Linked DNA regions of Mus musculus: regions 2 and 3 are each linked to region 1. Evidence: chromatin contacts called from public Hi-C and HiChIP or PLAC-seq data. All regions are on one chromosome and are shown on one strand. The core of a region is the stretch at or near the end of the contact, and the rest is flanking DNA. Distances in the headings are between cores, read along the strand shown.

The links. A called contact is a pair of places that touch in the nucleus more often than the background predicts. HiChIP or PLAC-seq counts read pairs in DNA pulled down with a chosen protein or histone mark.
Region 2: a contact with region 1 is called in a Hi-C map of bone marrow-derived macrophages, with 16 read pairs. The contact joins two enhancer-like sites. A contact is called at or near these places in 1 of 39 promoter capture datasets (neural stem cells), 14 of 484 Hi-C or Micro-C datasets (bone marrow-derived macrophages, cerebral cortex, cortical neurons and 7 more), 4 of 115 datasets of contacts at active chromatin or transcription factors (all in embryonic stem cells) and 3 of 9 other capture datasets (adipose tissue, embryonic stem cells and liver).
Region 3: a contact with region 1 is called in an H3K27ac HiChIP or PLAC-seq map of microglia, with 4 times the contacts expected there. The contact joins two enhancer-like sites. A contact is called at or near these places in 1 of 484 Hi-C or Micro-C datasets (the G1E-ER4 cell line) and 1 of 115 datasets of contacts at active chromatin or transcription factors (microglia).

The regions. Positions count from the first base shown.
Region 1 is chr16:14,111,305-14,115,140 of GRCm38.p6, reverse strand. It overlaps Marf1 (meiosis regulator and mRNA stability 1), which reads left to right. Exons shown (of 27, transcript NM_001081154.2): 26 at 788-958; 27 at 3,370-3,836. The coding sequence ends at 3,611. Among named protein-coding and RNA genes, the nearest start is that of Marf1, 46 kb to the left of the region's middle. Within about 2 kb of position 2,185, at least 54 of the 459 cell types and tissues checked have an H3K27ac peak or open chromatin away from gene starts, as enhancers often do. A contact at or near this core is called in bone marrow-derived macrophages and microglia, where this site is marked.
Region 2 is chr16:13,846,094-13,849,935 of GRCm38.p6, reverse strand. It overlaps Pdxdc1 (pyridoxal-dependent decarboxylase domain containing 1), which reads left to right. Exons shown (of 23, transcript NM_053181.3): 14 at 2,147-2,210. Among named protein-coding and RNA genes, the nearest start is that of Ntan1, 29 kb to the right of the region's middle. Within about 2 kb of position 1,560, at least 20 of the 459 cell types and tissues checked have an H3K27ac peak or open chromatin away from gene starts, as enhancers often do. A contact at or near this core is called in bone marrow-derived macrophages, where this site is marked.
Region 3 is chr16:14,475,872-14,479,709 of GRCm38.p6, reverse strand. No RefSeq gene overlaps it. Among named protein-coding and RNA genes, the nearest start is that of A630010A05Rik, 85 kb to the left of the region's middle. Within about 2 kb of position 2,514, at least 31 of the 459 cell types and tissues checked have an H3K27ac peak or open chromatin away from gene starts, as enhancers often do. A contact at or near this core is called in microglia, where this site is marked.

The sequences.
Region 1 (3,836 bases), core at 936-3,435:
GAAAGGGTAGGTGAATTTGTGCTGATAGTCGAATGAAATTTTGCTAATGATTGGTCAGAGTGAGTGGGTGGACTATGCTGAGTTGGGTCATCAGGGTTCTTGCTTGGACTAGATTTGGAAAGGATATAGCACAGCATACAGACCTTAGGAAGAAATGGCTCAGGACCTGAACATGGCACATTAATATATAGTGGTGCAAATATACTTGTCTGGGTAACCAAGTCATGGACCAACTCCAGAATTCTGTAGACTTGGATTTCACCGTGTGTATGAAGATCCCATTAAGAGGGATGCTCTTATAACATCACAAGTAGCTAGAAGGATTACTGTTCCTGCTCTAAGAGAAAAGTTAATGTTTCCAGCATCTGACATTGCTGAGGCTTCTTACCCTAGCTGCCTCCTTCCACTGTCCCCAACCTTCTGTAATTTTGTGTCTCCTCCAATGGCCCTTTTCCTTTTTGGGCCTCTTCAGAGTCCACTGTTCTAAAGAACAAAAATCTTCAGCAGACTGTTGGCTTTGGTTTATTGTTTGCCATGAGTCTTCTTTCTGATAGTGGCGTACGTGTTTGGTTGTTTTTGTTTATGTATATATATTAATATGATATATGATATACATACACACACATATATATATATATGAATGAATGAATGAATGAATGAATGACTATGGGAGAGAAAGAGCATGCGCTGCTTGATTACTTGATGCTGACTTCGGAGGCTGAGGAAAGCCTCAGGCAGACCTCTGTGCCTGTCTGACTATAGCTGTCTGTCTCCTCCCTCTCTGCAGGACCCAGCCAGATGGAGCAGGAGCTTCTGCACCTGGCCAGCAGCTCCCCCGTTGACCTGCTCTGTGCTCCTGTTCCTTCATGCCTGCCATCCCCTCAGCTAAGACCAGATCCTGTCATCCTGAAGCCCGCTGATCTCATTCAGTTTGAGGAACACCCTCAAGAGCCTTTGGGTAGGTTGCAGCCTATATGGTGGACACTTGTCTGTGGGTCTAACAGATGACTCACGATGCCAGTGTAGGAGGTGCCTGATGAACACAGGAAAAAGCAATACTGTTTCAGGTGTAAAAGTACCTGTGCCGACTATTCAGCCTCTGCCCGCCCTTGTTGGAGTGTCTGCTAATAGGATTTACAAACCTGGTATATCTTACCCGCGTTCTTGCGACCGGCCAGGAAGAACGCAACAAACCGGAATCTTCTGCGGCAAAACTTTATTGCTTACATCTTCAGGAGCAAGAGTGCAAGAGAGCAAGAGCTCTATTGCTTACATCTTTAGGAGCCAGAGCGCAAGAGCGCAAGAGTGCAAGAGCAAAAGCAAGAGAGAGAGTGGCGAAACCCCGTCCCTTTTTAAGGAGAATTATTCTCCGCCTAGGACGTATTACTCCCTGATTGGCTGCAGCCCATCGGCCGAGTTGTCGTCACGGGGAAGGCAGAGCACATGGGGTGGAAAACTACCCTTGGCACATGCGCAGATTATTTGTTTACCACTTAGAACACAGGATGTCAGCGCCATCTTGCAACGGCGAATGTGAGGGCGGCTCCCCACAGGTATAATCTAAAGTTAAGGGGCCAATGTTACTGGGTTGTGGAGGAGCCCTTGAGTAATGAGTCCTGTCCCAGGTCCTCTGAACTTCTGGCCTTCCTACCACGTCTGAGGTTCAGCTGCTCCTTAGGCAACACCTGTCCCCTGCTACACAACATTTACTTAGGTCCCAGTGGATTCTGGCTTTACGAAGCTAGTCTGAGCAAGGTTCTTATGGCTTGAGGTCCCAGATTCCTGTGACCTAAAAAAACAAGAAAAGTGACCTCTTTGGTGGTGGTGGTTGTTTTAAGACAGGATCTCACTGTAGCTTTGGCTAGACTAAAACTTGCTTTGTAGATTATGCTGGTCTCTTGACTCACAGAGATACTTATGCCTCTGCCTCCTGAGTGCTGGAATTAAATGCTGGTCTCTTAACTTCCTAACTTAGTGTTAGCCTGAGGTGAAGTCCATTCAGTTTCTTACCCCTGTATCAGGTGCTGGGGCTGATGGGCCACCACCTCTGCTCTACAGGTTAAGTGACTAAAGCCTTTTGACTGTTTGTCACTCTATCTTTGAGGAGTCCCAGATGCTCTGTGGAAAGCCTTTACTTTCCCCTTTTGTCACTTGAATCTGACTCTTCCCTTTTCTGCCTATACTTCCTTCTCTACTGTTGGCTCGCTTCCACTCTCCGTAGTCTTTGTAAGGCAGTATTTGACACTGCTGGTCCCAGATAGGGCCAGGAGAGTTTGAAGCTGCTTATTACAGGGAAAGAGCCAATAAGAACGTAGGCTCACTGTGAAATGAGGGGTTGGGGATGGTGGAGGTGGAGAGTTGCTTCTTCATGGGGTGTTGGCCTTTATGCACACATACACAGGAGCTCTTCCAAATGCTTGTGACAGAGAAGAACAAGAGTTTGCGGAGCACAGGTTCCTGCCCATCTCAGGAGAAGCTGGGGCAGTGTCATCCCTCTGTCACTATTACTTGGCCTGTAGGGGTTTCTTGCTACACATAGAAGTCATCTAAGACACAGAAGTCTGTCTTTCTCAAACACATGTGGGCTACATGAAATCTAAACTGAAGAAAACAGCTGACCTTCTAAAGTAGCCATGATTCCAAGTGGCTCTTTCCTTGTCTGTCTCTGATGTCAACACCATGGCAAGCATGTGGCCTCTGTAAGAAGAATGGGCAGGCACTCACTAGCGAGCACTAAGGTCCTTCTCTCTGCTGCCTCAGAACAGTCACAGGAAGTTGGTGAGTCTTAGTCACCAGACAGAGGGATGAAGGAGCAGAGCCTGAGGAAGAAAAGCTCCCGTTAGAGGGAGCCACTGTGATGTCTAAAAATTTGCAATCTAAAGAAAAGTGATGTGTCATTTAAAAATATTTTATTTATGTGACATACAATATTCACCATGTAGCCAATACCTAACTGTGGTTTAAGTGTGACCTTTGGTGCTTTGGTTGTTTGGGTTTGGAGTTTTGTTTTTTTTCTAGACAAGGTTTCTCTGAATAACAGCCCCGACTGTCCTGGAACTTGCTCTGTTGACCAGGCTGGCCTTAAACTCACAGAGATCTAACCGCCTCCGCCTCCGCCCCCTAGGTGCTGTTTTATTTTTGTTTTTGTTTTTGTTTGTGTTGAGGTGTTGTCTTGACGTTGTAGCCCAGGCCGGCCTGGCACTGTAGTGATCCTGTCTGGGCTTCCTGAGAGCTGGGCTTACAAGCCACCACCCCTGGCTCTCGTGTGGTTTTGTAAGCTTGTTTTTGTTTTTTAAATACAGATGAACTGAAAACCAGTACTTCTTATGAGCCCTAGAACTAAATCTATTTATGTTTCTGTCTTTCTAGGAGTTTTAGTTTTAAACCAAGAAGAAAAATCAGAAGTTCCACTACCAGTGCAAAAGGGAAACCTGTCCTGTGACTCCTCACCCAGCAGCCCAGCAGCTTCTCCTGCTCCTCCTGGCCCCTCCTCAGAAGCCCCCAGGCCACTTTTCAGCAAGGATGCAGTGGAAAGCCCAGCCAAAAAGCAGCCCAAAAATAGAGTCAAATTGGCAGCCAACTTTTCTTTTGCACCTGTAACCAAGCTTTAACTCCCATTTGAACATGGAATTAAATTAGGATGGGGGAAAACTGTCTGACTCTACACACAAAAATGGGCTTAAAAACCTCATTTTATATCTTGACCCCAGAAGCCACTTTCATTAATGGCACCTAGGGAAATGGTTGGGTTTTTGTTGTTGTTGTTGTTTTTTGTTTGTTTGTTTTTGTTTTTGTTTTATTTTTAAACTTTTAGATAAACATGTTCTTCCTTTATT
Region 2 (3,842 bases), core at 311-2,810, 260 kb after region 1:
AATGACTATTTCTATTTCCTTCGGGGTTGTAAGTCTATTTAAATTGTTTATCTGATCTTGATTTAACTTTGATAAGTGGTTTCTATCAAGAAAATTGTCCATTTCTTTTAGATTTTCCAATTTTGTGGAATACAAGTTTTTTAAGTATGACCTAATCATCCTTTGACTTGTTATTTTCGTCTCTGATTTTGTTAATTTGGATGCTCTGTCTTTTAGTTGATTTGGATAAGGGTTTGTCTAGTTGATTTTCTCTCTTTGTTTCTTTGATTCTTTGTTTCTAGTTTATTGCTGTCAGCCCTAAGTTGGTTATGTCTTACTGTCTACTCCTCTTGGTTTGTTTGCTTCGTTTTGCATTGTACACTTCTCTTTTGGCTTTGCTGGTGTGAGATTATTTCCTGCTTTGTGACTTGCAGTTAACCTCCTTGTGTTGGTGTTTTCCTTCTCGTACCTTCTGTAGGGCTGGATTTGACTTTGTTATGGAATATCTTGTTTTCCTCATCTATGGTAATTGAAAGTTTTGCTGGGGATTAGTCTGGGATGGCCCCTGTGTTCTTTTAGAGACTGAAGACATGTCCAGGCCCTTCTGTTATGTGACTTTTTAGTTCCTCCATGCTTGTGGAACTTACCCGTTCTGCTTAAACAATAAATCCTTATTCCCGTAAAGGCACTAATAATTTTGTTTATATGAAAGTTAGAGGGGCTGGCAAGATGGCTCAGCGAGTAAAAGCACTGACTGCTCTTCCGAAGGTCCTAAGTTCAAATCCCAGCAGCCATGTGGTGGCTCACAACCACCTGTAATGAGATCTGTCACCCTCTTCTGGTCTGAAGTCAGCTACAGGGTACTTATGTAAGATAATAAATAAAATCTTTGGGCCAGAGCAAGCAGGGACTGAACGAGTGAAGTTGACAGAAGTAAGCAGAGGTCCTAAAATCCAATTCCCAACACCACATGAAGGCTCACAACCATCTGTACAGCTACAGTGTACTCATATACATAAAATAAATCTTTTTAAAAAAGAAAGTTAGAGATGAGAGATATGAAAGCATTATAAGTACCCAGCTCCACAAATAATTAGCAAATGTAAATGTAACCCTTGCCTAATCAGAATGTCATCCACTTATCTCCTTAGAGTATTAGTAGAGCCAGGCCTGGTAGTACACACCTTTAATCTCAGCACTTGGGAGACAGAAGCAGGGCGATTACTCTTAAGTTCAAGACCAGCCTGGTTTACATACTGAGTTCCAGGCCAGCTACACAGTAAAACCTTCTCTCTCAAAACAATAACCTAAAAAAAGTTAGAAAAATCGATGGGCCAGCTGCTTCCTGTGTGTGCATAGAAACTTCCTTGTTGTGGTTTTACTGATAAGTTTATCAGCCACAGCATAATTTAATTACAAAAGGATTCAAAGCTTCAGTGATAGATTACAACTGTTAAATACTGAAAGAAAGCATCCCCAGAGCTGATCCCAACAAAAAAGCCTGCCTCAGATTGTTGCTTGGTTGTGTGGTAAAGCCTGGTGGTTGGCTGACTGTGGAGAGGGAAGTACATGATGCCAGAGTAATGCAGTCTACTCTGCAGTGTTATCATTGTCATCTATTAGGAGAGACATTGAGCCACTCGTCTGACAATACCCTGGTAGTTTTTAAGCTGCCAGTATGAGCATTGCTCATATTGTTCTGTTATAAAAGATAATGAAAGATTTTCTTTTAAATTCCTGAGTATAAAAAGTTCTTGATTTAGGCTGAAGAAATGACTCTGCAGTTAGGAACAGTTGCTTTTCTTGCAAAAGACCCAGGTTTGGTTCTCAGCACCTATATAATGGCTCACACTATTCTGAAACTCCATTTCCAGGATATCCAGTATCCTTTTCGGGCCTCTGTGGGTACCAAGCATAACTTGGTTAACTCATACACTTTTTTTTTTTAAGTTGCTCGTTTATGCATGACTTCATAGAGTCTGTTGGGTCAAGAGAGGGAGGGACCATCATTTTCATTGGTCACCTCAGGCCAGTTACACCCTTTGAGCCTTTTAATGTTTGTGTATAAGCAGCATTTCTGCCTATTTTCTTTCCAAAGATACTGTCTTATCCCGCTGATGTTTAGCCCTATCTTCAGTGTTGTAACAGCACAGTTCTCTTTTTGCAGGTGGAAGATGAGCTCAGTTCTCCAGTAGTGGTGTTCAGGTTTTTCCAGGAATTACCAGCCTCAGGTAGGTGATTAAAAATTTTTTTATGCCAGGTGTGGAGGTATAGGCCTTTAATCCTAGCACTAGGGAGACAGAGGCAGGCTGTGAGCTGGGATACTAGCCTGATCTACAGAGTGAATTCCAGTATAGCCAGGGCTACACAGAGAAACCCTGTCTCAAAAAACCAAACTGTGTGTAAGATGTGTGTGTGTGTGTGTGTGTGTGTTCATGGCTTTAAATTTAATATCATATAAAATTAAGTTCTATATGTTTTTATTTTTTTATTGATAAAGTCTTCACTCATGGAAAAGTATAACAGTTTCCACAAGCACGCTAAGTGCCTGTGACTAAACCAAAGACTCTGCAACCCTACCACATAGCCTGGGCTGAGCCAGCTAAAGGGCAGTGCTTAGAAAGAAGAGTCGCTAACTTACAACATTGGCTTTGCTTTCAAAATTCCTTTAAGGAGAGTGACTTTTTAAAAACTGTAAATAAGCTATTGTATTTCTAGGCATGGTTTTAGGAGTCACATTGAGGAAGGAAAGGTGTGGACTTCAAACCTCTTATTCCCCTGCTAGCTTTCAGCCCCTAAGCTGCTTCTCAAGTATTGTGATATAGGAGAATAGATCTAAGAGTCCATCTGTCTGTCTGTCTCTGTCTCCTCTTCTTCCTCTCACTCTCTCTCCTCCCCTACCCTCCTCCCCTACCCTACCATCTTGTTCAGGCTGGCCTGGAACTTGCTTTATAAACTAGATTAGCCTGAAACTCACAATGAGTAACCTGCCTGTGCCTCCTGAATGCTGGGCTTAAGAATCTCTTTCAGCCTGGTGAAGTGACACACTCTTACAATCTCAGTACTGGAGAGCCAGAGGCACAGAATTTCTGAGTTTGAGATCAAGTTAGAACTAGAAAACAGCCAAGCCTACACAGAGACACCCTGTCCAAAAAAAAAAAAGAACTCTGTTTTTAAAGAATGGACTATGTTGGGAATATAGAAATTTTTAGCATTCAGATGACACTGGGTTTTAATCCTCAATACTGCAGGGGGGCGGGGGGAAGGACAAAAAATGACCAGCATGCCACCAGCCTAGTCCAAGGCACATTAACTTTCATCTAGGTGACACTGTCATTCCCATATTGCACACAGTTTCTTCCAAGAAACTCTGCATAGAAATTAGTGAACATTACAAGTCATGTCAGCCTGCTGGCAGCCATCAGCATCTAGGGCTCCGCACCACACCCACAAGGCTCTGCTGTCAGGTCTGCCTCCTTCCTGATCGCTGCTGCTTCCATCATTGGCCCCTTCCTTAGTCACACTGGCCCTTTCCTTGTTCCTAGAAACACTACTCTCTCCTTAAATGTGGCTGTGGTGTTGCTGCTTCAAATACGCATCTCTTCATCCCTTTTCTTTCTCTTTTTTTCTTTGTTTGAGACAGGATCTCATTCTGTAGGCCTGGCTAGCTTTAGCTTGTAGCAGTCCTCCTGCTTCAGACCCTTCCCCCTACTGCTTTTATTACTGTTTCCACTGAATGCTCACCTTCCTGTCTGCATAGGCTCCATTACCTTCTATCAGAGCACTACCACTTTTCAGTGGCTTTAGCTTGATACATAGTGGGGTTTATTTTCTTTATGGTGTATTTACATTTTTTTTTATTC
Region 3 (3,838 bases), core at 1,265-3,764, 360 kb before region 1:
AGATTGGCCTGAGCAAGGCTTGCTCAACCATGCTCACTCTACAACCAAAATGGACAGTGACTCTCAGCCCTAGCTGTCTACTCAAGTTCACATCCACCCCAGGTCAATCAGGCTGTATGCTATGAACCCAGGTGATGGTGTGCACATTTCTGATGTTCCTACCTCCACCTTCCAAGTACTGACATTACAGGTCTGTCTCACCACGCCATTTTTATGGGGCTCAAACACAAAGCTTTGCACATGCTAGGCAAGCACTCTGCCAACTCCACTACATCCCCAGCTCGGGATTCAGTTCTAGCCCTATTTAAATTTGTAAAATTGCAAGTCTCTCACTGTGTTGCCCAAGCTGGTCTCAAACTCGAATTCCTCCTGTCTCAGCACCTAGAGTGCTGGAACAATATAGGCTTGTACCACTATACCCATCTTGATTCATCACTGTTACTTAGCCACCACTGCCATTGTCAGCTGCAGGCCAGGGATGATGGGTCCTGTGCATACTAAGTATGATGAGCAGTATCCTTGGGTTCTACGTAGAGATGTCCCTCTGTCACTGTGACAAAGCAATTCGCACATATATCCATGATCCCTGGATCCAGTCACTGATCTAATCTGCCCTAGCACTATCCATTACTCAGTGATACATGGGCAATTACTATGTTGGGGTCAGAAAAGGACTCCTACCTGCTTCTAGGATACAGGGCCTGCTTTTACCCCACCCATCCTGAGGTTTCTCTGATGGCCCACCCTGTTACAGAGTTTTAAGGCTTTTTGTGAGTAAGACCAAGAGATCAATCAGGTCTTTCCACATGGCAAAACCTCATCACTACAGCTGCCTTTGTTGCGCAGAAGAGGAAACTGAAACTAGAAATTGGGGATACAAGGTGCCCAGTGACCAAGGAGAAACTTGCTCTTGGGCTTCTAATCACCCAGGTACAGTGGTCCTGTTGTCAATTCTGCTCTGGAAGAAGCAGAGATGGGGCACCACAGCACTCAGCCAGACTCTCCAATGCTTAGACTCAGGCAGAGGCTGCTATGTTTGTAAGTCCAGCCTCGCATTGGTCTAGGAATAGAGCCTGGGCCATAGAGTGGCTGGCACATGGGAAGACCAGGTAAGTCAGTAGGGTGATTAGCCACTAATCCCTCAAACCAAGCTCGCCTGCTATAGGAACCAGCTGGTGGCAGGAACAGGAATCAGCCCCAGCAGGCCTAACCCTCTACATGTCACTGTAGGCCTTTTTTTTTCTTTTTCCTTTCCTTTTCTTTTTTCCAGTGGTGCTGGGAATAGAACCCATGCAGGACAAATACTGAGTCACCCCCTGATTTGGCACTTAAGATGTCTCAGCTACACCAGAGTTGTCTTCCTCACTACATCTACAGCTGTGTGCCAGGCATGGATGTAAACGCAGGTAGCATAGCCCATTCAGGCAATTCAGCCCAAGGCAGGCACCAACCCTTCCTTCCCGCTTCTCTAAGGCTATACTGACAGTACCAAATCCCTTTGACAGAAAACTGAGGCCAGAGAAGTTTAATGTCAATCTCTTCCCAGCAGCCCACCTTTCCAGCAATCCACCTTCCTAACTTCCTCAGCACATACCCAGAACTGACTTCTGCCCTAGACTACTTCCTCAAAGGCGGAGACTAGGGGCAAGCTTCCTTTCTTTCTTGAACTGAAAGAATTGCTTGAGAAGTTACACGTTTGTCTACTGTGCCTCCAGAATTTTACACAGTGCGAAACAAAGACACTCAATACTGACTGGGTGAACCAGGCACAGGAAGCATTAGATAATACAGTCATTCTGATAAATGGTCTCAGTGTCAAGGCACTGACCTCTATGGCACCATGGCAGCATCTACAGTTCCCAGATATGTCACATTCAAGGGGCCCTAGTAACAATGGACCTACACTCTGTATGGGAGCTGCAGAAGGTGCTTTAGACGTCACTGGGCCTGAAAGAAACACAGCAGAAGCTCGTGAAACAACGTCAGCTTGAACAGGAACTGGAAGAAGACACAGGAGGATGTGGCAGCAATTACATTGACTCATGTATGCATGGAGTCGGTATGGCTGCAGGGCAGAAGACAGCGTGGCTGGGTGGGATGGCCAAGGGCCGACATTAGGAGAGCCCAGGACCTCCCTTTTCTCCTGTACTCTGAAGTCTTGATCTGAGAATTTGATTGTTTTAGCAGCTCTTTACTGGGCAGATAAAACTTGACCCCAGAACCCAGTGCCCTATCCCAGCTCTTCCCTCAGGGAGCACTGAAGACTGTTGAAGATCTGCCCTGCAACTGAGGCTCAGAAACACACCCTGCAGACACGATTCACGTGGAGTCAACAGGGTCTAGATGGTGCTGAGTCTTATGGTAGGGGATCCCTAACCGCACTGCTCTAAGGCAAACTGATGGTTTCAGTGAGGGGCAACAATGGCAGTATACATGTGCCTAGGGCATGGTCTTGAGGTGTGGTACACACAGTTCACTTCTCCCTCTTGAGGGTATTCTTCACTCCTCATACTCACCTAGACCAACTCAGACCAAGCCAGCGCCCAGTCTCACTTCCTCACTCTCCAGACCTTAGAGCACTGGGGAGGAAGACATGAAGAAAACATCCTTTGAGCAGCGTGCTCTTTGCTTCCTTTCTATTCTGGTTGTGGCTAAGCACATAGCTGACTTTGAAAATGGAATGTGAGGGGGACACAAGTGTCCCCTCCAGTTTTGGAAATGGAAGAGAGGCTGGTTGTCATCCACATTCTCTGATCCTCCACTATGAGACCCTGTGGGGTAATGGGCTATGCACAGTCTGGTCTCCAGTCGAGCTGAGGTTGTGAACCCCGGTAGAACCTGATGGGTGATAATTCACCTACATGGGACGGTAGGCGTTCCCTCATGTCTCCTGAACCCCTGGCTCCAGTCAAAGTTACTACCTCCATAGCCTCCACATGAGAAGCATGTGGCTAGTAGTCACATAGACTTCTGACCTTCAGGCTAGACTCCTTCCAGTTACCTAGCAACAGCAAGATAATACAAGCCCACTATAAGAGGGGCTACTTGGCCCCTCCTCACTCTCTTACTCTCTCTCCCTCTTACTCTAGCCTTTCTTCTCTCTCTCCTTTTCCCCTTTCTCTCCTCTTGGCCATGGCCAGCCAGTCTCTCTCTCTCTCTCTCTCTCTCTCTCTCTCTCTCTCTCTCTCTCTCTCTCTCTCTCTCTCTCTCTCTCTCTCTCTCCCCTCCTCTCCTTTCTCCCTGCCTTTCTACAATAAAGCTCTAAAACCATAGACTGTCTCTGTTCACCAAGGCCCGCTGTGCTTGGAGGATGGGATAGGCTTTCTCCTAACGAGCCATGCCTAGTCTTCCATCAGACCTTCCTGTGCTCCAGCCACAGACCAGACTTAGGACTCTCGCCTGCGTGGGAACCTCTCTCCCTCTGCCCTCTCTCCTGTAACTCTGGGGCTGAGGCTGTCGCCCCAGGGTCCCTGGTATTGGGGGCTGCCACTTGTCCACCACCACCCCACCCCCATCGAGTGGGGTCCAGTGGCTTCACACAACCAGATGCCCACCTGGGGCCGAGTGGAAAGCGTCCAGCAGGATGTGGGCTCTCTCCCTCTCCACTCCTTCCCCTACACCCCTGGCCCACAAGACCCAGTGGCAAGGACATGATGAATTTGGTTTTTACTCTGGAGAGAGGAGCCCAACTCTTTGGAGACTATCAAGCCTGTGTCCACTTTGTGTGCACCTGTAGCCCAGGGGCTGCTTGTTATTTTTTCTCTACCTTTAAAAAATATTTTTAGTGTATGGGTATTTTTCTGCATACAAGTCTGTGCCCAATGTTCAGCCTGATGCT